3 separate regions of the Mus musculus genome follow, and regions 2 and 3 are each linked to region 1. Evidence: chromatin contacts called from public Hi-C and HiChIP or PLAC-seq data. All regions are on one chromosome and are shown on one strand. The core of a region is the stretch at or near the end of the contact, and the rest is flanking DNA. Distances in the headings are between cores, read along the strand shown.

Region 1 (2,863 bases), core at 222-2,721:
GCAGCGCGTGGGGTAAGAGGAACGCCGAGCCCGGCGCAAAGCGGGCGGTGCCGCGCTCCCCGGCGCAACCTGGATACAGCAAAATACTACGGATCGGGGTGTGGAGTGGCTCCGGCACACACACCGCACACGCCGCGCACACACTCACGTACCACACACAGACACGCACGCGCGCAAGAGAGCATTGTTGTTCTTCCCGAGGTGGGGCGGACAGGTAGCTGCAGCTACAGGTAGTTTCAGACCCGGAGCGCGCCCGGCTCTCGCTCTCCAGCACACACAACTCGGCCTCTTCCCCCGGCCCTGTCTACTCCAAGACGCCGCGCCTTCATGCCCCAAGCGAGGTCCCCCTACGCGCGCTGAGCCCGGGTGGCCGACCCAAAGAGCTTCGACGCTTTTGTCCTCGGAGCGCAGAAGGGTGCCGCCCGTAAAGGGAGCCTCTCCCGGCCCCAGTCTCCTCCCGGCCTGAAGGAGCTTTCTGCTCGGGCTGGAGGGGAAAAGCCTAAACCCAGCTAAGGAGAGTGGAGAGCGGCGGAAAACCAGCCCATGTCTCCACGGCGGGAGCGGCCGCCGTTCCCAAGCTCCCGGGTCCCAGGATCGCCCCCGGTGGCAAACCCTTTCCCCCGCCCCGTGGGTGAGCCCCCTCCCTCTCCCCACCGTCCCCACACCCCCAATGGCTTTGCTGAACGCCCCGGAAAGGCAGCGTCGCAGTACCTCTCCCACCGTGGGGACTCCACGCCGCACATGGCTCCATCCCGGGTGGGAGGCTGAGGGAGTAAGGAGGGGGGAGAGCGCGGGTGAAAAAGACGCTGGGCTCCTCCCGAGAAAGGGGGCTACAGCACCACGCCTTGCACGCAGCCCAGCGATCGGGCCCCCTGCGTGGGGAGGGAGAACCCCAGAGCTGCTCGCACCTACCTCCCTCCAGTCGGCGGCTGCCCCCACCCGGGAGAACCGAAGCCTCAACCGTGGCGTCTCCAACCAAGCCTTCCCGATCTCGGAGGGCGGGAGGAGTGGGTGGGAAAAGCAACTCGCCCCCCAGAAAATTCCCAGCGCGCCCCCCATCTTTCCATCCGTCTCTCCATCCATCCATTTCTGCATCCATCGATATGTGCATCCATCGCTAGCTCGCTCCCTCCTCCTCGTCCTCCCCCTTTCCTTCCTCGCTGCCTCGCCGCCTCACCGCCACCCTTACCTGTAGCCATCTGATTGTAATGGGCTACCGAGTCGCTGCTGCCGGAGAAGAGGTTGAGCGCGCTGGGGATCTCCTCGGGGTACAGATTGTCAGGCAATTGATTTAGCAAACTGCTCATGGTCACCGGCAGCTTCTCGGCGAGTTTGCCGGTCATAGCACTCCCGAGCTACCGCCGCCACCGCCGCCGCCGCCACCGCCGCCGCCGCCTGTTCCTAACGCAGCTTCCAGGCGAGCGGCATCCGAGAGGCGATCCGTGGTGCAGGGGAAAAGCATGCGAGAGGGAAAGTTCGGAGGGAGGGGGGAGTGAAAAGGGGAAGGGGTGGGTCAGGGGAGGGGATCTATTCTTTTTTGGAGGGGTGGATGGGAGAGGGGCAAAGAGGGTAATCCTCTCGGGTGCCTCGGCTGGTGCGGTGCGACGCTGGGTCGTGGGGGTGGGGTGGGGCGTGTGCGAGGAGTGGGATGGGGGCTGGGCTGGGGGGGTGATCTAGGCTCCAGGGGGTCAGACGCGGCTTCAGTATTGATCTCACAGACACGAGCCCGCCGACCCCCCCCGCCCCCCGATCTGCCACAGCCGCCGCCGCCGCTGCCGCCGCCACCTCCTCTGCTGCTGCTGCCGCCGCCGCTGCTATCACCACCAACCAGCCCCGCCGCTTCCTAGCTAGCTCACTGCTGCCCAAAAGCTCCCAGCCAGGGAACTCCACCAGTCTATTTATCTGAGCCCCGGGAAAGCTCCGTGACGTAGCTGCCCATATATGGACAGACAAAGCCCAGCCGAAGGGGCGCGACGTCACAATGGAAGCTCCTCACAATGGAACATTAGAAAGCAGGAAGCGGGCCGCAGCCAACGTGCAGCGCCCGCACCGCTCTCCGTTCTTTAAAAAAAAAAAAAAAAAAAAAAAAAAAGTCAATTAGATTAGAAAGAAGGAAAGCGAGAAGAGAAAAAAGAAAGAGGGACGAAGCCGAATGCAAAGCGCGCGATGCGCAGTGCACAGTTGAAAAACCCTGTAACTAAACATGTAGGTTTTTATTTGAGGACAGCATTAGAGACAGAATTTAGTCGTTGGAGGAGTGGAGTTGTTTGCAATTGGTCTCCAGCACTCCCAGCATTTAGAAAGAGTTCAGTACACCAGGACACAGGTTCCTTAGCAGTCTAGGAATGGGAGAGGTGACCGCTTCAAGCCAGGCTCCCCCACACAACTTCTGTCTTTCCTTCTTATCCTTGACTGGATTCAGATGGAGAGATGAAGTATTTTCCTTTGGGGAAGGGGTTCTAATGTCCTAAGGCTTCTTATTCTTGGACACTTAGAACTTTCGTGCGGACATCATTCTGATTCACCGCCCGCAGCCCCGGCCCCTCCCTTGGGGTTCCTGACCCCGCGCTGACTCTCAGTTGAGCGCAGTGGCCCGGGAATGTGTAGCGGATTAGCTAGTTGCGCAGTGGGCAAGAACTTTTAGGGGCGAGGGTATGAGGGTTTTGTTGTTGTTGTTGTTGTTGTGGAGATTAGGAAAGAGTGAAGTTTAGGGGATAGAAAACACGTGCACCAAATAATTCCCAGATAAATTCCCTAACGGTTCTAAAGCAAACCCCTTTGGCCACAGGATGGCAGGAGGGCCCAGCAGGCCGGGGCACAGTCGCTATCTACTGCAGCCGGCGAAGGGCTTGCGGCTGAGTTA
Region 2 (2,863 bases), core at 245-2,744, 170 kb after region 1:
TCTGATCAAACCACCATTCATTCAACAAGCATTCAGAAACTCACAAGACGTGCCTGGCCTCTGGTTGCCATGGCAGAGCCGGAAGGCAGGCGGGGCACCTACCTCCCTGGAACTCCAAGGCATCCAGCTCAGAAAGGAAAGGCAATTCCTTCCACCTGTGTGAGGAGGCCTGCCTGAGGTCCTAGGGAAATGCCTGCCTGATAGCAGGCCACAGGGTAAAGGGGGCTGTGCCACCAGCAGCCCTGGCTAAGTGACTGTCAGAGAGAGGGTTCTCGAAACACTTGTCTTCTCTGTGGCTTCTCTCCGGGATGCCTGCCCTGCGTAGTTATCATCTGCCTACATTACTGCAGGAGCCTCTTAACCTACCAATAACATCCTCCTGACAGCCACCACCATGATTATCAAACCCACTTCAGCTAGCCCATGCCAGCCCACCCAGGCTGATGTCCTTGCCCCCCATCTCCACACAAAGCACATTTTCAGCAGCAGCGACTCCTTTTGTGTAAGGACTGACCTCGTGCCCTCTGCCTCTGCCTCCTGCTTAACACTCTTCCTCTCAAAGACAGCCTGGACTCGGGTGGGCGGGCCTCATCTCCTCCAGGAAGCCAAATGGGATTATGAGCAGACCATAAACATCACTGAACCCCCAGCGAGGGACTGCAGATGGAGTGGAGATGATCAGTTTCTGGGCTCATCTGTCCTAGGAGTTTGATTGGTCTTTGAGCATATGTACTGCCCAGCCTGTGAATGTAACTCAAGACCTAAAGGCTGAAGCCACAAAAGGTGTAGGAAACTTAAGGTTTTTCTGGGTGAATGCCTGGATCACATCTCCAAACCCTAACCCCGTGCCTCAGTTTCCCCTGCTACAACATAGCTGGGGAGGGTGAAGTACCTGCTCAAGTTCTGTCACTGGGAGGAAGCACTCCCATTCATTAGCATTTGCGAAGGGCTCTGAGTGCTGCAGATGGAGACTGCTCCTAGCAGGCAGCCTGGTGGGACTAAAAATAGAGTCGTGTGGCACCTTCTAACCCAGAGCTGGGGAGGGGTGGGAGGGGTGAAGGAAGGGTAGTCAGAGGAGGAGGTGGCTGGCCCAAGGTCCCGAGGGGCAATGCATACTGGTCATCCACCTGGAGATACTGTGTGTCCTTTCCTGAGCACCAGGCTCCTGCACTGACCCCAGACACCTGTCTTCTCTTTGGGAAAGCCAGAGGCAGGTGTCCTGCCTGGGGGTGGGGGTGGGGGGAGGGGGGTTGGGGTGGGGACAAGGGACAGAGAAAAAGACTGTAGCCCACAGGAGTTAGAGACTCTCGGCCTTTGCAGCACTTGGGATGGAAGGTTAGGGGAGTCAGGGAAGAGCTGGCCCTGGGAGGTGGAAAGGCGGTTGAGGGTAGCCCGTCCATCGGGCTAGATAGCCAAGAGGTAGCTTGTGAGTCCAGCAGGCTTCGGGGACGTGGGTGGAGAGCTGGCCGCAGCTAGGGCAGAACCTTAGGAGAGGGCCAGGGCCCACATTCTCTTGTGACTCAGGTCTGAGTCAATGCCATTTCTGAAACAGACTAGGGGGCGGGGTGGGGAGGGTGGAAGGTGTTTTTGCAAAATGACAAAGCAACTTGCTTAGGGCAGCCAGGCAAGAGGCACAAGCAGCTGGGAGGAGAATCACCTCAGGTCCTCTCACAGGGAAGGCTGGGGTGACTGGTTGCCAAGGGACCTGGGCTCTCCACACACACCGTCAAGGGCAGGGTGGGGAGAAGAGATGCGCTGTCCCCAGAACAGATTGGTGAGCACCTCCATCTCCACCACTGAGCTGAGAGGATGGCGCCTCCCTGGAAAACTAAAAGGCAGCCACTGGAGAGCCTCGCCCCCTTCTGATCCCCTTCACAGCCACCAGGAGGGGATTCCTCGGCTTACTAAGAGTGTGGTGCCCTCCCTGCCTCCCACCGGTGTAATGCTGGGAGAAGCCCAGGAGGGGATACTGCCAGTGCAAACAGGCAGCTGAGGACTCGGTTCCAACCATGCCCCTCCTGCCAGCCTGCAGGGCAAGCAGAGATGACAGGAGACGCAACTCTCCCCACCAACCAGGTGGGCAAAAGGACACACCCTTCGGGACAAAAGGGGCAAAAGTGGAGGTGCCCTGAAGACCCGCACGCTCGCTGTGGGAGTGCAGTCCGGCCACTACGAGGTCCTGGGTGGGCGTAAAGAGTCTCTGTGCAGGAGCAACAGAGGCACCTAGCTGGTTAGGATGCCTAGGGAGTATAGGCCATGGTGATGCCTGTCACCCAATAGGGTACCTGCCTGGAGTCCCCTGAATAAGACCACTTGAGCATGTCCAGGACGTCTTGCTTGTCTCAAGGTCCCCCGCTGAATGACCAAAGGAAGGGCAATGTCAGCACACCTGATTACTACTGTCCCCCACTCAGCAAGCCATGGGGCAAATAAACACATCTCCTACCATCAGATCTTGGGTTCCTTTCTCTGGGCATTGTTGGCTGGGGGCATTATGCTACCCTAGGGGATGGCTGTTTGTAAACCTAGGAAGATGCTTAGGGTGGTAAATATGGAAGTGGGTATCACTGAATGCAGGAACTGCACCATGCAACCAGAAAGGAAAAACAAAATTAAATTATAAAGGCTTGGTGACAATCACATATTCTAAACGCAGAAACACCTACAGCCACTGTTCAGGTCTCTGGATTGCATGTTTAAACCCAGCTAGACTCCAGCACTCAGCCACAACTAACCACTGTGATAACCAGCCTCTTTTGTGCTTAACCACATAGCCTGACATGAGCCCCCTAGCCTCCCCTCTCCCCAGAAAGGGATAAATACAGCCTACTGTCAATTAAAATACACATAATAAACAGGAAGG
Region 3 (2,863 bases), core at 183-2,682, 130 kb after region 1:
GGCAGCACAGCTGAAAAATGGGGACTCCAGAACACATTACCAATAAGTATATCTTGGGGGATCCGTACTGTTAGGAGTAGAAGTCAACTGATTGCTAGGGTGTGGCTTGAAGGCAGTGTACATGCCTAACATAGGTGAGGCCCTCACACAATGGCTGCCTGGGATGCCCTTAGAAAGCAACTGGCTGCAGACCTCAGACTATGCACAGCTCTTATCCACCCCGGGGTGGGAGACCTTGTCCAGCTCGCCCGGCTGTCTCCAGCATCCTTCATGCCACTTTCTCCCTGTGGGGGTCTTCTGTGCCCTTTGACCCAGAGAAATAAAGCCCAATTGCATCCTGCTTGCCGGTTTGCTGGGCATGTCCACATCTTGAACTACACTTTTGCCTATGTAGGCACAGTGTCGTCCCAGGGTTACTTATTCTGGTTAAATATCTGACCAGAAGCTACTCAGGGAAGTAGAGACCTTTCATTTTGATTTTAGGGGATACAGCCCGTCCTGGCAGGAAAGGGATGCTGGCGTGAACACAAGGTAGTGGGCCTCATTGTCTTTCGAGAGAGGAAGCAGAGAGTAGACAGGAAGTGGGGCTGGGCTCAAGACCGACCCCCAGACCCCACTTCCTCCAGTAAGATTCCACCTCCTGCAGGCTGTGGAGCCTGCCCAAATAATAGTGCCACCACCTAGGAGCCAGTGGGAGACGTTTCATGGCCAGAGTCCCTCTTCCTAGGTGACGATTTTCTTCTATGCGCAGTAGGTGTTTAAAAAGCGTTTCTGAAATAAATTTGCCTATATCCCCTGGTGTGGCTAAGACTTTGTTTCCCACATGTTAGTAACGGTGAAGAGATGTTTCTGGTCCCAGAACTGGGTGAGGCCCTGCACTGGGCCATTCTCTGGGAAGCTTTGGTGCCACGCTTTTCCCCCAGCCCCCAGGAAGTCAAGAGCAGTTTGAGAGCCCCCACCAAGTATCCATTGAAATCATTGGCCCACTGGCTCCCACTAGCACCAGCACACAAAACATTTGCCTGAAAACCAGGTCCGTGACTCTGTCGGCCCAGGATGCGGTGATTGCCTAAGCCAGAGCCTGGGCTATCCTGTCAGGCCTGGGCTGAGCTGTGAGGCACTGCCTCCTCTGTGCCAGGCCGAAGCCGCTGCGGTCTCCAGGGCCCCTAGTGTGAAGGAATTTGAGTTCTAACTTTAGGTGGCTACGTGGCTGATGTCTGTTTGTGAATATCTCATTCCTCCTTTGGGTGCCCAGCTGGTGGGAACAGAACGGTAGTCATGGGACTGTCATCGTGTGCTGTCCAGGTTAACATGTAGCGTTTCTATTACTATTAACAGACTTTCTGCTCCTCACTCCATCTGTTCCTGAAATAATTGCAGTTGTACAGACCATGCCTTCGCTACAGGCAAGCTCTGGGGAAGAGGATAGTGCTTCTCTGAGGAGGAAAAAAAAAGTGTTAAAAAATAACAGCAAACATGAGAAGAGAGTGGGAATAGAGAGAGCAGTAGCTCTCCAATTTCTTTCAGATTCCGGCCTGCAAAGGCGGCGTTTTTCACACTCATTGGGGTGACCAAGCCCAGCTCCGCGGGGTGAGTGAGTAGCTGGGCTGGTGGCTCAGCCTTTTGGAGACGCGGTTGTTTGCCGAACGAACGGTTGGACAGACTGAGGTGGGGACACTTGTGTCTGAGTGGAAGCGCTAGGGAGGTCAGAACCCTCAGCAAGAGACGGGAACTTGATTGGACCCCGGATGTCCTGCTCAGGGCTCTGGAAGGTAATAGGACCAGGAAGGGATGGCAGAGGATCGGGACAGGGTAGGGCAGGAGGAGACTGTGCGCTTCAGAAACGGGCTCTGTCTAGGCTTCTGTTCCTCCACACACAGAATTAGTGAGGGGGGAACCTTAGAGAGACATTAGGGCAGTGGATGAGTTACTACAAAATATCCAGATTCTTCCAGGCGCGGGGGTGACTAACACAAAGAACCTAGTGTGCTAAACACAGACTTTATTAAACACACACAGCAAATCTTGGCAGGTGCCACATGCTTTGAGCGTGAACCTGGTATGGGGTTTTTCTCCCCGTGGGATGTAAAATTAGGTCTAACTGTGACTCCCAGTTAGGACTTGTCCTGACACCTGCCCTTTCTCTACCCAGCTCCTAAACGTGAGCTACCCAACTCCTAGGGCCTCCTCTCGTCTTCAGTGAGGCTGAAGACAGAGCTAATCAATGGCTCCAGCCCCTCTTGGGAGGGCGGTGGAGGAGGCACCTTTGGCTTCTTATGCAGCATATGGATAAAGCCAGCTGTGTGCTTTCTAAGTCTTATTCCAATGTCAAGAGAGTGTTTCAAAGAAACTCACAGAATGTGATGAGACCATTGTAAATAAGACACTGGCTGAGGGGGGAAAATTGTGTGTGTGTGTGTGTGTGTGTGTGTGTGTGTAGGGATGGGAATAAGGCATACTGTTCTGCTCTCTAAATCCATCGAAAGATTCAAATAGGGTCTGTAAGATGGACCAGCAGGCAAACACGTGTGCTGTGCAGGCCTGAGGACCTGGGTTTGATTCTTCAAACCTGTGATGGAAACACAGAAAGTGGGAACTGACTCCCCAGAGTGGCCCTGTGACCTCCACACACATGGTGGCACATGTGCCCCTGCACCCCCCCCACAACGATAATAAGTAAAAAAAAAAGTTAAAAATGATTTAAATAACTATTTTGGAAGGGTTCAGAGAATAGGTCAGAGAAGGGACAGGCCTACCGGTGCTTACCACATTGCCAAAAACTTTGCGCAAAAATGTTGAGACAGAGTCTGCCTATTTGTCACGTGCTGATGTGACCAGACTGCTCTTGAGCTTTATAACAGGC

The links. A called contact is a pair of places that touch in the nucleus more often than the background predicts. HiChIP or PLAC-seq counts read pairs in DNA pulled down with a chosen protein or histone mark.
Region 2: a Hi-C map of myocytes shows a contact between it and region 1, with 1.5 times the contacts expected there. The contact joins the enhancer-like site here to the promoter of Egr3 in region 1. A contact is called at or near these places in 11 of 39 promoter capture datasets (the 3T3-L1 cell line, the C10 cell line, the HPC-7 cell line and 6 more), 12 of 484 Hi-C or Micro-C datasets (the C2C12 cell line, adipose-derived mesenchymal stem cells, cerebral cortex and 6 more), 14 of 115 datasets of contacts at active chromatin or transcription factors (the NIH/3T3 cell line, T-cell acute lymphoblastic leukemia, bone marrow-derived macrophages and 9 more) and 3 of 9 other capture datasets (adipose tissue, embryonic stem cells and pancreatic islet).
Region 3: an H3K4me3 HiChIP or PLAC-seq map of forebrain shows a contact between it and region 1, with 4 times the contacts expected there. The contact joins the enhancer-like site here to the promoter of Egr3 in region 1. A contact is called at or near these places in 10 of 39 promoter capture datasets (the C10 cell line, the HPC-7 cell line, cranial neural crest and 4 more), 1 of 15 datasets of contacts at CTCF or cohesin (the NIH/3T3 cell line), 6 of 484 Hi-C or Micro-C datasets (cardiomyocytes, cerebral cortex, cortical neurons and 1 more), 12 of 115 datasets of contacts at active chromatin or transcription factors (bone marrow-derived macrophages, craniofacial prominence, embryonic basal ganglia and 9 more) and 2 of 9 other capture datasets (adipose tissue and pancreatic islet).

What each region holds. Positions count from the first base shown.
Region 1 is chr14:70,075,925-70,078,787 of GRCm38.p6, reverse strand. Egr3 (early growth response 3) reads right to left here and starts at 1,471. Exons shown (of 2, transcript NM_018781.4): 1 at 1,190-1,471. The coding sequence starts at 1,343.
Region 2 is chr14:69,910,587-69,913,449 of GRCm38.p6, reverse strand. The region is part of intron 3 of Pebp4 (phosphatidylethanolamine binding protein 4); the gene reads right to left. Among named protein-coding and RNA genes, the nearest start is that of Pebp4, 72 kb to the right of the region's middle. Within about 2 kb of position 1,494, at least 61 of the 459 cell types and tissues checked have an H3K27ac peak or open chromatin away from gene starts, as enhancers often do. A contact at or near this core is called in the C2C12 cell line, the NIH/3T3 cell line, adipose-derived mesenchymal stem cells and 2 more, where this site is marked.
Region 3 is chr14:69,942,515-69,945,377 of GRCm38.p6, reverse strand. The region is part of intron 3 of Pebp4 (phosphatidylethanolamine binding protein 4); the gene reads right to left. Among named protein-coding and RNA genes, the nearest start is that of Gm41198, 51 kb to the left of the region's middle. Within about 2 kb of position 1,432, at least 16 of the 459 cell types and tissues checked have an H3K27ac peak or open chromatin away from gene starts, as enhancers often do. A contact at or near this core is called in cerebral cortex, cortical neurons, forebrain and 1 more, where this site is marked.